Linked DNA regions of Lactuca sativa: region 2 is linked to region 1. The links are chromatin contacts, called in public Hi-C maps. All regions are on one chromosome and are shown on one strand. Each heading gives the region's core, a stretch centred on a gene start, on an enhancer-like site or on the middle of the called end of the contact. The rest is flanking DNA. Distances are from core to core; before and after follow the strand shown.

Evidence for each region. A called contact is a pair of places that touch in the nucleus more often than the background predicts.
Region 2: a Hi-C map of leaf shows a contact between it and region 1, with 3 times the contacts expected there. The contact joins the promoter of LOC111898710 here to the promoter of LOC111898712 in region 1. A contact is called at or near these places in 3 of 4 Hi-C or Micro-C datasets (bud and leaf).

What each region holds. Positions count from the first base shown.
Region 1 is chr7:106,243,273-106,247,397 of Lsat_Salinas_v11, reverse strand. It overlaps LOC111898712 (protein NETWORKED 1A), which reads left to right and starts at 2,346. Exons shown (of 4, transcript XM_023894586.3): 1 at 2,346-2,610; 2 at 3,358-3,497. The coding sequence starts at 3,395.
Region 2 is chr7:106,569,417-106,573,541 of Lsat_Salinas_v11, reverse strand. LOC111898710 reads left to right here and starts at 2,435. Exons shown (of 5, transcript XM_023894583.3): 1 at 2,435-2,767; 2 at 3,305-3,406; 3 at 3,934-4,078. The coding sequence starts at 2,681.

The DNA of each region.
Region 1 (4,125 bases), core at 1,097-3,596:
ATCTAGATCATACATTTTGCAACTCCTCACTATGATCGATAATGTCTTTTAGCACCTAAATCATCGTCTCAATTTTTTTCTTATTATTCCGCATGTCAAATCAAGCTTTTCATGTCCTAACATGATACCACAAATCATACATAGATGAATAAAACTCCTGAGTACTTAAACTGTTCTGTTGGATGAATTGAATATCAAACTATAACTGATACTGTTTTGCAAAGTTAGACTATGTATACAATCTATCCAAGTGATCCTATACTTCCTTCGATATATCATACTTTACCAATTGTGTGACAATAAACCGAATTACATAATTGCTAATCTAAGTGATAATGTTGGAGTTATTGGTCTCCCACAAGTCCAATAAGGTTATATAATTTGCAGCCTTCTGATTCATTGGTTTGTCCTTTGTATCTGACACAATTCCCTACATATTTTTCCCCTACAAAAAGTTCTTCATAACATAACTATAGTAGACATAGTTCTTGCTATTGAGTTGGGTACTAATGGACTAACGCAAATCATTTCTAGGAGCCATATTGCCAATATCAGTCAAACAAATCATTTAGAAAACCAACAATAAATGCGATAAACAAACAAAACTACTGAAACCATCATAACCGATCATATTAATGACAGACGAACGAAAAAATAGCAACAATCAGAGCCCTTAAAATCGACAAAATCAAACTAATCAAAACAAACATAATACATAAAATAATAAGAAAATCATACCCAAAATTGTTAGAACGAACGACAAAAACACATTAAATATTTATGCCCAAAATCGCCAAACATAATAACGAATCAAAAAATCATACCAAAAATCGCCAAAATTTTCAACCCGCGGAATACCACATCCCTACGTACAAGTCGACCCCAACAATCATAAAGAATGAACGTAAATGACCCTGACACCATGTAAACTAATGAACAATTGAGACAAAATACGGTTAAAGTTTTATTATTACGGGCGAAAAGTATAAATACAAAGAAACACACTAAAAAAACTTTATAGATTTATTAGGCTAAGAGGTTGTACCTTAGGGCATCCATAATGCATTGAATTCTATAGAGTTTAATGGAGTGTCACATCATCATTCATTATTCCATACAATTCTATTCATTTTTATCCCATAATGTATTAAAGTCTACAAGTTCAATAGAACATATTAAAAAAATATTTATTTAAAGATTTAAAGACTTTCATTTTTTTTATTGAAGAGTTCAATGATCATTGAACTTTAAATCCATTGAATGTCAATGTGACATTTCACAATGGTAGAGTTGTATCCATTGAATGATAAATAGACATGACATCTCATTCAACTCCCCATTATGGATGCTCTTAGACATCACTTTCATCGCATTAGGACATTATAATTCAACTTTCCATGTTGTCTATGTGACTAATTAGTGGGCAAATCCAAAGATAGGATTTATCTATTCATCTATAATAAAATTACGAGTCGGGCAACTTTTGTTGATATTCTCTTGATCAACATATGAATGATGACAAGTTTTATAAACACGATACACTTTGTACATTAAGTTGAGATGACAAATTTATTTTAAGTAGTTATGCTTGTAAAGAATATTATAACCATTTACCATATGAATATTTACAAATGAAAGTCCCAATTGCACTATGTATGCTTTCTGGGAGTTTCATTTGTAAATTACATTTCTATATGTTAGTTTAACATCTCATTTGGCCTAATATGTTTCATCAATGTAGGGACGATCTATGGCATTGAGGTGCACCACATGTGTTTCTTTCGCATGGGGCTAGCCTTTATATCATAACTATATGTCGGTTTGTTTGAGGTGCAATTTAATTGTGCTGCAATTTATTAGTACCATTTAAAGGCAAGTGCTTAAAATCGTTGAAATACCTTTTTCATACAAGATATAGTTCATCCGACATTAACCTAGGAACCGTTTCATTAGGAATAAGAAACATAAGTACGATCAATGCAAGTTTAAGCAAACAAACACATTATGACTTTAAGTAAACTTATCTAACACTCAAGGGACCAATTTTTATGTAACTCTAATTTTTTTTTTTTTTAAGAATTCAATACAATATCTTTTTGTAGTCAATAATATTTATTATATCTTATTATATACTTACACAGAAAATGTATGATTTTTATGGACGGGATATTCATAATATTTGTTATATCTTTTATAAACACAGAAAATTATATTATATTTATGGATGGGATGGGATAAGAAATATGATTTTGAAGAAACATGCTTATAATGGACAAAATCATTAAGTTTGAGTATTTTACCATTTATTATGTGCGAGATTCGAGCCCCCCAATAAACTAACACATTTAGTAGAAACCTTCACGTTTCCCACTTATTGCTTTTTACAGTCCATGAGTCATTCTCACACTGTATGTCTGCAATAAAATTAGAAACAAGATGACCCAATAGTCAATTAAAGAAGAAAACCTACCGTTGAATGTCAGAGTTTTTAGAGAGAGAAAGTGGGAGAAGCGAATGGGTTGAGAGACAGAGGAAATTCCGTTCTACGGGGTGAAGGGTTACAACTGCAGATCAGAATCCAGAACCCCATTTGCAAGATTTCATTTTTCTGTAAGTTTATCGATCTTTGTTGCTTGATAATCTTGATTTCTCATACCCCTTAGCACTTACTGTTTTGAGAACCGAGATTTTGTTTTTTCTTCTTGGATTTTTACTTCATTTTCTTTCTTTGTAATGCTAATCTAACTCATCTGGGTTTTGGTTAAATGTTTTTTTGTTGATGTTTTTGTCTCCCCCATTTCAATTAATTTAGGTTTAATTTTCGATTTCATCATTTCATCCCACGTCGACACGTTTTTGAAAGAATAAATATGAATCTTTTCTTTAAAAAACATCCCATTTGCATAAATTGTCTTTCTTTCCATCAGATTGTTGAAATATTTCGACTGATTTTGCCATTTTCTCAATTAATTTCATACTATTTTTTTCTACTTTTTTTTGGTTAGATGGCTTGAAAACGATATCTTGCCTAATGGTTTCAAACACCCACCTGAGAGACTATTGTGTAATTAACGTAATTGTGTTCAGATTAAGAGGTTTCACAGCTACTCGAGTGTTACAACTCAATCGAGGAGTTTCTTTTTCCTTATAAACCCCCAATTTCTGCTTGATTTATAGAATGTAATTATTGTAATCTACTCGGATGTTGATATAACCCTAATTCCACTTTTTGTGGTTGTCTAACTTTACTAATTAACCGACGTTTTTAGGTGCGAAGTAGCCCTACTTTTTGTGAAAAAGAAAAAAGATAAAAAAAAATTTGATTGTGGCCCTGATCTACTTTCCTGGGATTTGAAGATCCAAATCAGCTGCCTTTTTCTTCCGTGCTGGAGTGATGGCCTGCATGATAAATTCAGAGTCAAGGCGTTTGTATTCTTGGTGGTGGGACAGCCATATTAGCCCTAAAAATTCAAAATGGCTTCAAGAGAATCTTACAGGTATGGAGTGATTTGTCATCTTATTTCTTGTTTTTATCTATTTTTGATGAATGATTGATTGATTGCTTATGTAAATGAAAGATAATTTTGGTACTTGTTTGAATCGCATTCCTTTCCACCGACAGATATTGAACAACCACAATCTGATCTGATAAATATAATAAAGTGGTACTATTTGAAATGAACTCTTAATGCGGTGTTTGATTATTTGGGAAATTCTGATTATTTAAATAATTGATTAATAAAATAAGCGATAATCAAACTGATTATTTGATCTCTAAATAGTTAGATAATTACTTTCAACACGCATCCAATATTTGTGGGATATTTGATCTCGTGTGCATTTGATTTTGAATACGACTCCTGTGATGGGGTATAGAATTTCATCGACCTTTTACATTCCTAAATGGGGTCATGGATCTAGGAATCTGAAGCAGCATTAGAGTTTTTTTTTTTTTTTTTGGTATGCATTAAAATAAAACAAAAAGAGTTCATCTTTAATCTTTTTTTGCATTTCAAAAAGAATTCCAGGGTCCACCCTTGGTCATGATGCTCTTGATTCTGATGAGATACTTGATAATCATTAACTCGTTGTTTCTGATGAAGTCATTTAAAATGGTTCATATTC
Region 2 (4,125 bases), core at 1,186-3,685, 330 kb before region 1:
AGCGCTATCTTTCAAGAATCAGTACATCAACCGTCCTCACCCGACATGCGTTCAAAGCTAAATTCTGAAGAAAAGCCCAACCGCTCAATATGAAGTCATTCATTGAAGATTAATGTTGAAGCCAAGTTCCCAATGAAGATTAACAAGAAAAGCCATCTACTTTTAAGGGGAGAGCTTGTTGGGTCATTTAAGAAAAGAAAAGAAAGCTATAAACCAAGGGGGAGATTGTTGGGTCAATATTATGGTTTATACTTTGCTTTTCTAGGAAATTGATTTGTTATGTAATATTATATAGATGTTTACGGCCCAATGGGTGTTTACGGGCGTAAACAGGTTTATGGCCGTAAACCTTGTTTACGACCCATATTCTCATGTATATATAGAGGTGAGGGGTGTGAGGAAAAGAGTGATGAACACCAAGGAGCTTAAGTGTGTGCATTCTAAGGTGTGAGAGAAACTAGAGAGTGTGTGTTAGTGTGTGTGAATCTTGTATCCGGATCTTCATTCTAATCATATCATACAAGATTCATATTAATCTTCTTCTCCTTCTCTTCTATTTGATATGACATCATCCGTTTGATTGGGATTCCGCACCATCAAACGGATATGATTGATACACAGACATTTTTGGGGACTTACACAGTCTAGACTCTGCCTACATAATATTATTATCTCTAATTAATACTTTATAATCACAACTCTTACAAAGTTAGGCTAACCTCTTTCCTCACTCTCAGAAAGGGTGAAAGACTATTTTAGCCCTCCATGGTCTCCTCACTCATGTCTTAACCAAACCCTAAAAATCAATGGAAGTCGCCCGAGTCAACAATCCATGTTAACCCAACTCGCCGAGTGCATCTATGCGACTCGTCGAGTTCCCTCTATTCTCAGGAAAAATCGGGAAAACTCGAGTCAACACGCCGAGTTGTCTCACAAACTCGTCGAGTCAGCACGGTGTCCAGAAGACTAGGAAAACCCCAGCTACTCGTCGAGTTGTCCCAATAACTCGTCGAGTTCACTCTAAATCCACAGACATGAAAAACCCTCTCAACTCGTCGAGTTGGATGTCAAACTCGTTGAGTTCTTTAGTAAATTCTCATTTCGGTCGATTCCAATGCTCAAAACTCCAGATCTAACCTCCTATCATGGAGTGACCACGTAAAGTTGCTAACTTTACGATCATGCAAGGCCTCACAAGGCTAGAATACCCAAAAATATGCTCAAGAAGGGGTTTAGGGCATGAAGAAGGATTAAAGCTTCATAAAGCTTGAGCTTTATGCACACGAGGGCTTAGAGGAGTCCGGATCTACAACTACTCCCCCTGGACAAGCTCAACCCGAAAATGGCCCTCATTTTGCACCAAAATACCCATAAACTCACAAAATAAGAGATCTAAGAAACGGAAAGCCAAGGTATGGACTTTTTACCTCCAAATGGGTACTAATCAAGAGGTATCAAGTTATCTTACTCAGTCTACTTGTACCCCTCCTATCCATAATCGAGACACTACTACAATGTACTCCCCCAAGTGGCGACACATACTCAACTCTAGATCTACTACATCATCTCGTCCACACATCCTTACCCAAAGGGTGAGGCATTAACAAATTTAACGAAATGTCGAACCTTAACCGTTAACAAAAACATCCTCATGAACGTTCGATACAAGATCCCACACCTTGATTGTAACCGAACAAATTCCACCAATTCACAATAGCACGAGAAACTTCCAAGGTGATCTAGAAATGTTGCCGAAAATCAGGAAAGCTGAATAACACTGCCCCAACATCCGTATTTCCAATAATCTCCCTCCCATTATTATCTTTATTCTTTAGTAGAAAAAGGTTTTCCTTCCCATGTGAAAATTGTACACTATTTAACCGGTGATTATTCTTTAGCTAAAGATTTTCCAACTTTTAAACAGGCAAAGCATGATTATTCCTTCTACATACAAAAAAAAAGACTTCATGTTTCACAAGCCATTTTATGGATTTAGTAGAAGATGAAGCCATGATAGGATCGAAGAAGTAGAAGTAGATAAAGTAAAAGAAGAAAAATCCTAAGTCATTCCTGCTGCTAGCCCTAATTCGATTAAAAGAAGACAAATATATTAATAAATGTCATCTCACCTACTCTTATGCCATGTTATTATTTGTTAGACCAACTCATGAATCTTTAATTAAAGTCGTCATTTTATCGATAAGAATCGGTTATCATTAGATAGGATTTGAACAAAAATTATATTTTCTTAATATTTTTTTGTATAAAACCTTTAGTTGGATGTTTTTTTTATATAAACAAAACTTCCATAGGTTTTAAACAATTTTGAAACATCATTTTCCTGGTAAGTCATTTCCCCCACGTTAATAAAAACTTAGGCTTGGACATTTGGGCACCTTAGGGCATAGGCCAAGGGGGTTTAGGTTTATATATCTTGTTGTTAACCGGATCCACTAAAATACGGTGTTCGCATTTCTTTTCCTTTATTATCCAACATAACTTCATATTCATGGCTCGCTGCAATCCCTTTCTTCGTGTTCTTCAATTGGGGGTTTTGAACACTTAAATTTATCCACCACAGCTTCAACCTTTTTTTCTTTTGTTACTCCCAAACCGATATTTCCTACTCTTCTTCAATTATTCCTATTAGTTTTGGGGGCTCAAATCAATATAAAGGGACATGGGGAAGAATCAGGCGTACAAGGCGATGCAGAGATCAAGGGTCGGATCTACCTCAGGCGGCCCCGATGATGTGGATGACGGCATGGTTTGTACCCTTCCATATCATATTTTCAGTGGATTTGTTGTTATTTTCATTGTGCACAGTATTCAGACGAAGAAACATGTTAACTCGTGGTATGATATCGTAACCAATAAATCTTTGGTTGAGGATGAGAAGAGGCAGGGGGTTGTGACTTCTCTAGAGCCTAATTCCCTGTTTCTCTTTGTTAGAATCGCTTACTTTTTAGCTCAATGACTGATAAGGGTTAGGTAAATACTCTTTTAACATGGTGATTAAGCCTGCTAATTGATTTTTGTGTGTCCAACCTTTAGGCATAGAGTTGTGATTGTGAAGATGTAAGTTGAAATAATAGATGCTCAAATATGATTCTGATGACTTTGGATAAATCTGAATAGGCAGGAAACAATACAAACATGTTTTTTTATTGTTTGGTTTTGTCTAATGGCTTCATTTTATAATTTCTTTCATATTTGATGTCTGGAACAGAATATTTTAGGAATTGCAAAGCTTTATAGTCAGTTTTGTTTGAATTTGTACCCTTTCTGATTAAGAGAGTCGCAGGTGGATGGTTCATTTCATTCACCAGAGTGGCATGCAGCTCGTTTGGCCAGCCTCAAAACTTCACATACAGTTACTTGGGAAGAGTACAAAAAGAAGCAAAAGGTAACTATTTATCTTCACTTTTGACTCCTCTCCTCTGTAGAGTGTATGTAGTGTAGATCTCCAAATGATAAATATACCACTATCTAGTTCTTATTCATCATCAATACGTATTGCTTTTTCTTGTTGAAATTGACAGACATGGTAGTTTGGTTTCAAAGTTATGGTTTCCCGAACAAAGACATTCACTTATTCATTTTAACTTGTTTCTTTTTTTTTTTTTTCCCGTTAAATGATATTGGACAAGCAATTGGGAAAACAAAACAGAATGAAAAAATAAAGTAAGGGACAATTTGTAAACAGTTAGAACGTTCTGTATGCATTAAATGGAAAAGAAACATTCATAGGATTAAGCTATTTAATTATTAATATACTGGGAAGCCTCTCAAAGATTTGATTTTCCTTTGTTTGTTGTGTTGTTGCTTTAATGGCACCTCCTCATCTATGACTGTTAATGAGATAGAGTTAAGTGTTACTGTGGAGTGATTATATTTATATAGATAGGAAAATATCTAATTTGTTTTTGTTAGGAAGAAGAAATTAAAAAGGGGGAGTTAGAAGCTGACAAAGATAGAATGATGCGGGAATATCGAGCTCAACTAGATGCAGAACGGGCAAGCAAGCTTGCCCATGGCAAAAACCACTCTAAAATTAAATCTACTCAGAGGAAGAAGGGTATTTATGTCCATTACAAATTTACAATACCTGAAGTCCTTTATATA